2 separate regions of the Gossypium hirsutum genome follow, and region 2 is linked to region 1. A link is a contact called in public Hi-C data. All regions are on one chromosome and are shown on one strand. Each heading gives the region's core, a stretch centred on a gene start, on an enhancer-like site or on the middle of the called end of the contact. The rest is flanking DNA. Distances are from core to core; before and after follow the strand shown. Region 1 holds the start of LOC107962858 (translation machinery-associated protein 22). Region 2 holds the start of LOC107962851 (pathogen-associated molecular patterns-induced protein A70).

Region 1 (5,460 bases), core at 890-3,389:
TCTGATGGAGCATTGTAATCATCTCATTGATTAATAAAGTATATTCTCTATTACTTTCATATTTTGTTTATTCTTTATTCTCCCCATCTTTCTTTATTTTATAACAATTATGATTTTTAATTTTTTTAATAATTCCTAAGTTCGAAGATTTTTGGGGTTTTTTCCTCAAATTTTTATGATTTTTTTGGTTTTTAAAAGATTTTTTTAATTTTTTTTTACTTTAATTGACACGGTAGAATGTCATTCGTTGATTTTACCCTTTTTAACAAAAAATATATAGGTGGGTAATGAGGTATATAGAATGAAAGTATAAGGCCAAGCTAATAAAAAAAAATAGTACAAATACCAAAGTGACAATTGAAGTATAATAGAGGGGTCAAAAGAAGAATTAAGCCAATGAAAAATGAGTGCAGTTGTTGAAACCAATGAGACAACATATTTTCCTCCTGCACCCAATATTTTAATTCTCTCACTCTCATAAAAATTCTTAGGTTTGTAAAAGATTTTAGTACTTCTTGACCCCAAAATTGAAAAATATAATTTTCAAGAATCAAGACTGAAAAATATCTCTTTAAATTTCTCTAGTGCTCATTGGTAATTAGCTTCTAACTAGGTTATAATATTCTAATTTTGAAAGTTATATTACTAGTTTATATTCATTATTTTCTTCTTCAATGAAAGATAGCAAATTGTACAAGATCATATGCTAAGCCTAACTCTTAAATTATTGTCACAAACATGTTGAGAAAGTCTAATTGAAAGTATTAAAGCTATAAGAATTCAAGTTCCTTTATTTAAATTAAATGAAGTTAATGATGATCCTAAAATCCAAAGTGAAGTTGAATGTTTAGCAAAATTTTTAAATTTGGTTGGGCATGACTATTTGGTATGGAATATTACTGGCTGTGAATTGGCTAGCAATAGTTTACAATCAAAAGATATGCGAATTGATGTAGCTATAAAACAATTAAAAAGTCTTCTTTAGTTTTTTTGAAAAATACAAGGAGGATGGATTCCAAAATGATACCAAGTGTGCTAAAGAAATAGTTATTGAAAAAGGAAACAGAACCTAAATTCCATGAAAAATACATTATTCTTAGAAATAAATGATTTGATGAGAATGTTGATAATGAAACGATAAAATCTCATCAAGGATTATTTTTTTATACATAGTATGTCAAGTAATTTTATTCTATTAGAATAATAGATTTGAAGATAATTTTGGTTTTTTGTTCAACGTATAAAAATTAAAGTGACTAGATGATGAAAATTTGATTGAATATTTTTTAAAACATGTAAGGGCAAAGTTTTGAAAGAAATTATCAAATTGTAGTTTCTGTTGAGAAAAAATTGATTAGAAGAAATGTTGATTACAATAGTTTAATACATAATTCCGCATCTCTAAAGACTAAATAATAAATTTTAAATAAAAAATAATTACTTAAATTAATTTAAGAGAACTGTTTGTTGCATTAATAGCAGAGTTGATGAACATAAAATCTAAAAGGATGATTAGACATGCGATATGCATCGCCAAATGATTTACATTGTCTAGGCAAAGGATTTAAGGCTTAACAAAAGTTGAGATATCATTAATCACACCTTTTCCGAATTGTGGACGAATTTTCCACCAATATTATAAAACTTTTTTGAAGCTCTATTTTTTAACAAATTTTTTTTTTGAATTTTTAAAAATAATTTGAAAATGTTATGATTTTTTTTAAAAAAATTAAGACTAAATAGAAAAAGATTGAGCTCCAATTATTTAAAATTAGGATCAAATTAAAATAATATATAAATATTAATGGCCAAAATTGTTATTATGTTACTTAGAAAATAGCCACGCCGTCCTTCCTTTAGGTATCTAACGTTTAAGTGACCAAAAAAACACAAATATTGAATACTTTAGTGATTAAATTATAATTTTTTATAATTAAATGATCAAAAATAAAAAGTTTTGTATAATTAAGTGACTAAAAATATAATTTATCTAATATAAACTCGGATTAGCAAAGAGGGCCTGAACCAAATCTAATAACACTGCCACATCTCGGACCAGATTCACTCACTGCCAAGCCCGAGTTAGCCCACTTAGATAGGCCTATTTCCCTAACAAGAAAGAAAGAGAGAATCGGGTTCTCTTTACATCATTGCATGATTGCGGTTGCGTCGCACTGTAACCGGGAAAAAGGAAACGAATTTTTACTTTACGAAAAGAAATCTGGGTTTTGATTATTTACATCCATTATATCCAAAACAAAGGGAAGAAGTAACAAAAAAAAAAAAGAATTGAAGAAATTATGGCAGAGAAACCACAACCAGTGAAAGTTTTATATTGTCCCATATGTTCTCTTCCAGCGGAGTACTGTGAATTCGGCCCTGATTTCGAAAAGTGTAAACCTTGGTTGATCAGCAACGCCCCTGACCTTTACCCACATCTCCTCAAAGGTTTTTTTTCCCCTCTATTTTTCTCTATATTAATTAGTTTGCATACTTGAGTTTTTTTTTTTAATTTTAATCCCATGCCTTTCTGTCTGTTTGCCGATGACAAAGATATTAAAGAAGATGAAATTTTGTTTTTTTGTGGGCTTTTTTGGGGTTTAAATTTGGTTTTTCTTGGAGATATTTTTCTGATATGAATTGATAAATGATTAAAAATTCTTTGCATTTTGCTACTAAATATACACACAAAAACATGTATGCTTAACGTCAATTGTTTTACTATGATTTTAACACCCTTCTATTTGTTTCCTTTTTCTTTTTCTTTTTTTTTTAACTTTGCCTAAACTGTAATTGGAAGGATAAGAGAAGAAAGGCACTTTTTTGCTTTTTTTTTTTTTTAATGTGAGTTTCATAGAGTAAGTTAATTAAAGATTTCTCTTTGATGTTCAGAGGCTAATGAAAAGGAGGGTGAGAAGGTTTCTGAACAGCTGCAATCAGTTGGTATTTCCTCTGCTGCTGAAGGGGCAGCATCTTCAGCTCCACCAGGTTTAAATGATCTTTATATGGAAATATAAATATATTTTATCACAAATAATTCGTTTAAAAAAGTTTTATTCATCTTTTTTTTCATTTTCACTGATCCAATGTTTGTTTTCAATTTTCAGGGAGCACAGTGTCATCTAAACAAGAAGATGTAAAACGTCTTCCTGGTGGAAAAATAAAGAAGAAAGTAAAGTTCCTTCTTTTTCAATTTTTTTCTCCTCAGGCATTATATGCTCATAATATTTATAGGGTGTTTTGAAGCTTTTGATTCCCAATGTTTAAAATTTAAATACCTTTCCATTAATTAGCTTAGGTAACCTGCAAGGATGAATGCTACAATATTTCATGGAACCAATTCTTCTGTTTCCTTTTCTTTTCTTTAATTTTTTGGTTATTGCTTGTGGATCTCTTACATACAAGGTTTGTTTATTATATGTGAGAATAACATATCTAGTCTTCCTAATTTTCCCCATTTTTTGTCAAATAAAAGGAGAAACAAGAAGTTGTCATTGAAAAGGTTGTACGTAATAGGCGCAAATGTATCACCATTGTGAAAGGATTGGATCTATTTGGTGAGTTGCATTCTCACATTTTTATCTTTTTCATCTATTTATTAGTTTTTTTCAGAACAAGTTAATTTTTTTAGGAGGAGTTGTTTTTCAGGAATTAAGCTTAGTGATGCTTCGAAAAAGCTTGGGAAGAAATTTGCCACCGGTGCATCAGTTGTTAAGGTGCGTCAAAGTCATCTTTACTTGTAGTTTTTTCATTCCATTATCGGTTCCTTTGTTTCTTACAAGCTTTTCAATGATTGTTTTCCTTTAGGGACCAACTGACAAGGAGCAAATTGATGTTCAAGGAGACATATCGTATGATATTGTGGAATATATTACAGAGACCTGGCCTGCTGTAATGTTTTCAATAATGTCACTTTACATTTTATTCAATATGAAAATGCTTCATATGAGAAATATGGAACAATGTTTGTTTATTTTCTTTGCCTTTACCATTAGAAAAGACATTACTCTGGTCTTACACATGGAAATACATTTCAACATGAAACTCTCCAATTCTGAGTTATGTTTCTTTATTACCTTGAAAGTGAGGTTTTATTGTTCATTGTTAATGCTAAAACTTGATGAAATTTGATTATATTTGTTTGGTTGTATGTTTCATATTTGACTATTCGTACACCCTGATAAATTTAATGCATGCCTCCTTGCTGGAAAAGATGGCATTACCATCCTTTGGAGTCTTCTTATGATGCGTTACTATATTAAAATCATGTTCAGAAAAGGCAGCATTACCATTCTTTGTTGTTTCCTTTCAGGTACCTGAAACTGCCATTTTCTTCATCGAGGATGGGAAAAAGGTTCCCGCTGCTTGATGCTAGAACTTGGTGCCAGAGCAGGGGACTGGGTGGGATTTTAAAGCACATCGATGAGCCAGTTCCACTTTAATTGGACATAGCATCTATTCATCCGTAGTTGGATAATTTTCCCTAAACCTACTTCATACATAGCTCACTGGTTCTTGGATCATCATGTTACTGTTTTAATATTTTTGGGTTGCAGTATAATCTTTTTACATGTACGGAGTGTTTTTCTTTGATGGGGAAACACTTGAAGTTCATTTTCATGTGAATGACGATGGTATTACAGAAAGAAAGAGTAGATAGATGGGAGAATATCATAGCACTTGAACATTATAACCAAGTGTTTTTGGTGTATAGGACAAAAATACGAGGTCTTTAAGATGAATTTTTTTTTGGTATTTTTATGCTTGTTTCATAATCTATGTTCGGTGTTCATGGCTATTCTTTCCAAAAATGTCATCTCTAAAAAAGAAAACTCACTGAAAAGGTTTTTATGATGAATATGAATTCGTTTTTCCTGTCTTTTGAACGCATGTAAAGTTCCCTTATCATACTGAGATAATTAGCAATGCTACTCAAAACAGATATTGAAGAGAGATGTATTAACTATTACTCATAGTGTAGGGACTGATCCTTTGCCTTATGCAAAGCATGCATGTTCTTTTTATCATGCCGAAACTGGATGGAATTGGTTAATTGCATGAGGATAAAGTATAACATATCAATCAATCTGGGAAACTAAAAACATCATCACCTCCTTCGTGTTCCTCCAAATATAAGTCGGCTGGGTCTAGGTCCTGGGGACGGTCATCTTCAAAAAGAAAAGGTGCAGCCTCTTTGATTTTCTCTGGCTTCCTATCGTTTGTCTCTATGACTGAGATTATCTTTTCCTTGATACGATCTTCAACGGTTTGCTTTCCGATCTCTTGAGACTGAGATAGTTCAAGAAGCAAGGAGCATTTGCTTCGGAACTTCACATCATTAGATGACAAGATGATGCCAGCAATTGAGCTTGCAAGGTCTGGGGCATAACTGCAAATCTGAAGTTTATGACTACAAGTTATATATGCGAACAATTACTTGATCTACTTTTCACAAAATTT
Region 2 (5,460 bases), core at 1,564-4,063, 330 kb before region 1:
TTGGTATTTTATAAGCTAAATTTTTGAAACTATGGCATGTATAGGTTAGATTATATTTTGAAATGCTGGATTTTTGGTTTATGTATATATATAAGCCAGAAGAAAATGGCTTGTTTGTTTTGTTAGAATTGGTTTCAAGTTTTGAACAACTTATGAGTATGTTTGGTTCTGGTTTTGATGTTCCGGTCAAAATGTATTTATATGTGAATCATGGTATATATATATGATAATGGTAATGAAGTTATGCCAAAGTATATGCGTATGATATATTTGGTTTAAAGTGAAATTGTGGTTGATTCAGCTATGGTTATGCATAGCTAAAAGTATATGTGAATTTGGTTGATATATTGATTAAGGTGTTATTATGTAAATTGGCATTAAATGATATTGGTTATGTTCGAACATGGTAGAAATTTATTTTGATATGTCTATTATATGGTATGTAAGATTTGTGTTTTGATTTATAAAATATGTGTGTGATATGCATGATATCAAGTATGGATATGTTCGGCAATTACATTTGAAAATGGAATAATATGTTATATGTATTACATGTTTTTAATAGGCTATGAAATGGCTTTACTATATTATGCATTTGGTTATTTGGTGTGGTTTATTTTTGACATAAAATTTGACATATAATTTGTCTTATAAGCTTTGTTTAGAATTGGTAAATGATATGTATGTGTATTCAGTTAACGATAGATAAATTAGATATGTATGCATATAACATGTACGTTGGTGGTTTGATATTTATGTGACAAGTTGACATATGTGTATACGAATATTATATGGTAAGTTTAACTTAAAATTTATGGTGGAATTGGTATGATTAAAATGTTTGATTTTGATAGTCGAGTAGATGAACAAGTAAATAGGTTATGTAATTGTAATTTTTGTCATGATGTTGGCATATACATTTTGGTATATTTGATTAAATAATTATGTTTTGAAATTATTCGTAGATTGATTGAATATATGATAATTGAAGTAATGCTTGTTTATTAGAAGTGTTATATGTGTATATAGTAATAAAGAAGAATGAAAGTTGACTTTAAATAAGACATACGTGGTTAGCATGTTATATATGTTCGGCTAAACTTTAGGAAAATGACCTTATGAATAGTAACTTGGTTTTTAATATATCTATATAACCTATTATAATTGATTTGATTTAGTATAGGTCCAAATGTGATGAATTAAAATGATTAAATTTCTATGTGTATCCATGAATGTCCGAAAATTGTGTTTTCGTTTAGTAATACCTCGTAACCCTTTCCTGACGACAGATACGGGTTAGGTGTGTTACACTAGTATGGATTTATGTGTACTTAGAATGTCATACTTGGAGTTTTGTTGCCTTCAATCTTTGCACATATTACACACACTCTCTGCTGCCTTTAGGTTATGCAGTCACATGCATATTTTAACGCCTTCGGGCTTAGCACTTAGGTGCTCTTTGGTGTGTTTGGCGGCTTGGCACTTTGGTCCCCATTGGTGTGTTTTGAAGGGATTTGATTTGGTACCTAGCACTATGTGCTCTTTGGTGTGTTTTGGAGGAAGTCCCATGTATCCAAGTCATTTCCTTATATTATTATGGGCCATTTGAATAAAAATATTGATAATAAGATGTTCTTATGATTATAAAATTTAAATGTACTCTAAAGTATATTTTTTTAAAGGATTAACAAGTTAAAAGGCTATGTTTTTATGATAAGGTCATCCTGTAGCCATAAGACATGAAATTGTGCTTAAAAATTATGTATTGGTATACCCCTAATAAGGAAACAAATGAGGGAAGATATGCCTTACATAAAGAATTTATAGCCATAAGTGGAACACACATGTGAATAAACTAGAAAGTTAAGTTAAAAAGGCTATGAACTTAGATTGAACAATATTGGTAACCTTGATAATAATCTTGAACATGAATTCTCAATACGAATTGTTAAAGAACCAATAACCAGTAAATTGAACTCTATAATCAGTAATCAAAACCGAATCTGTTAAAATGGCTTAGTATGATGGAAATGAACTTGAAAAATTCTTAATAAGGGACTTAACATTTATATTAGTATAAGATAAATAAGCTTATCCTTGATTACATACTAAGTTGTTAGGCTCATGCATTAGTGGTTTAAAACGCGCCAATGAGAAGTATAAGATTTGAATTTCACATCACCTTTCATTGAAGTTGTAATGTATTTATATTAATTGTTATTGCATAAGGACTTTGACATGTACATAAAGACTTAATTTGAATATGATATTTATAAAAAAAATAGTTGAAATTCAAGTTATTTTGATGTTATTAATTAAGTTTTATTTCGTTATGTTACTTGAATGAGTTTATGCCATGTATTTAAGTTTAAATGAAGTTTGAAATTAATTTATGATGAGGTTTAAATGCATTTATGTTTTTTTTAAAACTTGATTAATTTGATTTAAAGAATATTAATATAAAATAAAATAAACATTTTCATAAAAGGAAAAGAAAGTTAAACTTAAAAATATTATAATAACATCTATCATTGTATTGATGGTGAAAACGAGCGAAAAATATTACGAAAATAGAATTTGATACATAAAATAATAGCTAGATTGACAAAAATTCTTGATTGATAGTAATTATTAAAAATTTTGAGCTATACATTAAAAATGTATAGTACAATTAATCCTTAAAAAAGTTTATGAAAGTAAAACATAACACTTAACATCAAATACCATTATATCAAAACCCTAAATGCGATACACTGTCAGCCACTCAGCCCTCCTTTAATGAAAGATAGCCCTACACCCTCATATTTGCTCTGGCTTCCATAAAAGCCAAGCCAATCTCTCCCTTCTCTTTTGTCTGTTTCTCACAAAATCTATTCACTCTCCCCAGCACATGCCTTTTCAAAATCTTCACACTAAAAACTTTAAAAAATTATATATATATATATAACCCTTTCTTTATTATACATCAACACAAAAAATGGAGATCTTGACAAGTATCCAAACTCAAATATCCTAGAGAAAATCCCCCATAAAAATTTCATAAACAGTTGGCCCGCCCTTAAACACAACCCTCCACCACTTTACCTTCCACCATTTCTTTTCCCATTACCCCTTGTCTTTCTCTTCTCATTTTAGTCCCTAACCAGACACATCCAAAGCCACGTTGGAAGAACCAATGTCAACAGTACCATATTCCCTATGGTCTTCCATTTTAAGCTGGTTTACCCCAACTGTGTTCTTTGTCTTCCTTAACCTTACAATAGGTACCATCTATTTCACTTCCACTTTGAGTTCCAGCAAGCCTAGTAGTGACGCACAAAGGCAGTACCACCCAGATGATGAAACAAACCCAAAGTTTGTTAGATCTCCATCTATGTTGCAGAGGCTGAAATCTATCAACTTGTCTGCTTACAGATCTCAAGAACCTGTTGTTGCTAGTGCTACCACTGCCTATGAAAGTGTCTCTGATGTGGGTGATTTCCATTTCTCTTTTCAACAACAAACCCCTCAACAACAGCGCCAGCCTTCCTTTGAGAGATCCCCTTCTGTTTTGCAAAGGCTAAAGTCCATTAACCTCTACGGTTACTTCTCCCCAGAGCAGACCAAAAGCCATGAGAGTTACCCCCATTATCCTCCAGAGGTAGCTCAGGGTGAGGGACATGATGAAAAGGTGCAAGAGCCTGAAAAACAAGATGAAAGGGAGGGAACCCAAGGTGAAGGAAAAACGCTTGATGAAGTATACAGTCAACTGAAGGAGGGAAATCATGTTGCGAGGACCAAATCTGATACTAAACCAGCATCTGGTGAGGTACCAACTAAGCTTCCGAGGAAGATGAAGAAATCTGCAAGTGTAAAGTCTGCTTTTCAACATTTCGAGGAAGGAGATATCGTGGAAAATCGACGGCCGGCCACCGTGAGAGAAGGGAAAGAGAAAGCTACGGAGGAAGAAGACGATGAGGTGGATGCCAAAGCTGATGATTTCATCAACAAGTTCAAGCACCAGCTGAAACTGCAAAAGCTTGATTCCATCATTAGGTACAAGGAGATGATCAATAGAGGGAGTGGTAGGTGAAAAGCTTTACATTTTCAATCTTTTTTTTTGGGGGGGGGTTAATTTCAGGGTTTAATTATTGGTGTAGATCTACTACTGGTATTGTTTACATCTGTTGGAACTTTGTGTTCAGGAAAAAAAATATGGCACTTTCATTTCATTTTCTGGTTTTTTTATTTTTTATTTTAAGTTTCCTTTGAATGGGGTTTATCAGTTGTGTTATTTGGTTGTTCTCTAGGCATTTATATCCATTAATGTCCCAATTAGTACTGTTTCCTGGTTCATGAATCATATGATTGTCACCATTGCCATTACTAGCATTAGTTTTTAGCTGTTATCTACTAAGAGTTAAAGTGGGTACAAGAAAAATGTTGTAGAAGGGCATGCCATGCAATGGACCCTTAGTTGTTTTTTCAGACAAGACTGTGGAAACCTGTAGGTTCCAAGTCTGGAAGTGGAGAAAAACTGTGTAAAGAGGGTATTGGCCTGTTTTACAGGAGGAGAGGGCAGGCCATGCTTACAAAGACCCCACGTTTTGTTTTGGATTGAAAGGGACAGAACAGAAGAGGAACGATGGTGGGATTGAAATTGAAGGGAGAGATGGGGTAATTTGGTACAAATATATATGAATTTATTTACTGAGTATTAGGTACATTAATCTTATATTTTTATTTTATAAGTAGTGGCGAAGTCTGAATTTAAGTGTAATTGTTTAAATTAAATTGTATATTTTTATAATTTTTAAAAGATAAAATTAAATTTTTATTATTTTTAGAGAGATTAAAATATAATTTTATTTTTATTAATTTAAATTTTTATAAGTTTTAAAGGGAGTTAAAAAAATTTTAATTTTAGAGATGGCCGGGACTATACCCGCGCCTGGCTAGGATAAAATATTTTATATAATATTTGTTTATTTTTAATATCATTTGTGGAGTTTAAAAATTTTAATGTGTGAAATATTTTTTATTAGATTTGTCAAATATTTTCCTTTTAAATTTGTTTGTCCACATAAAATGGCGATCTCCATCTGTCGCACTGTCAGGTGCTTGGCTGTGATGCACGTGGGAGATTATGTTTGGCTACTATGCATTTACACCCAAATTTAATGTGCATGTAAATGATGTATGGGGGATAGTAAGAGTTTGGAGTTGCCATTCCCGCCTATCAATTTGACGTTTGATGGAGTGAAATTTAACAGGTAATTGAATTGAAATAAAATTTGAATTAATTTAAATAAAATTATTTGAGGTAAATTAAAAAAATATCTTGAATTAATTTTTTGTTATAATATAATTAATTTTATGGAGAATATAAATTTAAAATTATATATATTTGAAATTATTTTCAAAGTAAAATAAAAAATAAAATAAAATACTTTAATATGATAAATTTAATTTATAAATTAA

What was found. A called contact is a pair of places that touch in the nucleus more often than the background predicts.
Region 2: a Hi-C map of leaf shows a contact between it and region 1, with 2.6 times the contacts expected there. The contact joins the promoter of LOC107962851 here to the promoter of LOC107962858 in region 1. A contact is called at or near these places in 2 of 34 Hi-C or Micro-C datasets (both in leaf).

The regions. Positions count from the first base shown.
Region 1 is chrA06:29,776,563-29,782,022 of Gossypium_hirsutum_v2.1, reverse strand. It overlaps LOC107962858 (translation machinery-associated protein 22), which reads left to right and starts at 2,139. Exons shown (of 7, transcript XM_016899411.2): 1 at 2,139-2,448; 2 at 2,893-2,988; 3 at 3,108-3,172; 4 at 3,476-3,557; 5 at 3,649-3,716; 6 at 3,808-3,891; 7 at 4,313-4,755. The coding sequence starts at 2,301. The coding sequence ends at 4,369. LOC107962857 (type 2 DNA topoisomerase 6 subunit B-like) reads right to left here. Exons shown (of 12, transcript XM_041115347.1): 12 at 4,941-5,389. The coding sequence ends at 5,339.
Region 2 is chrA06:30,108,258-30,113,717 of Gossypium_hirsutum_v2.1, reverse strand. It overlaps LOC107962851 (pathogen-associated molecular patterns-induced protein A70), which reads left to right and starts at 2,813. Exons shown (of 1, transcript XM_016899394.2): 1 at 2,813-4,211. The coding sequence starts at 3,176. The coding sequence ends at 4,072.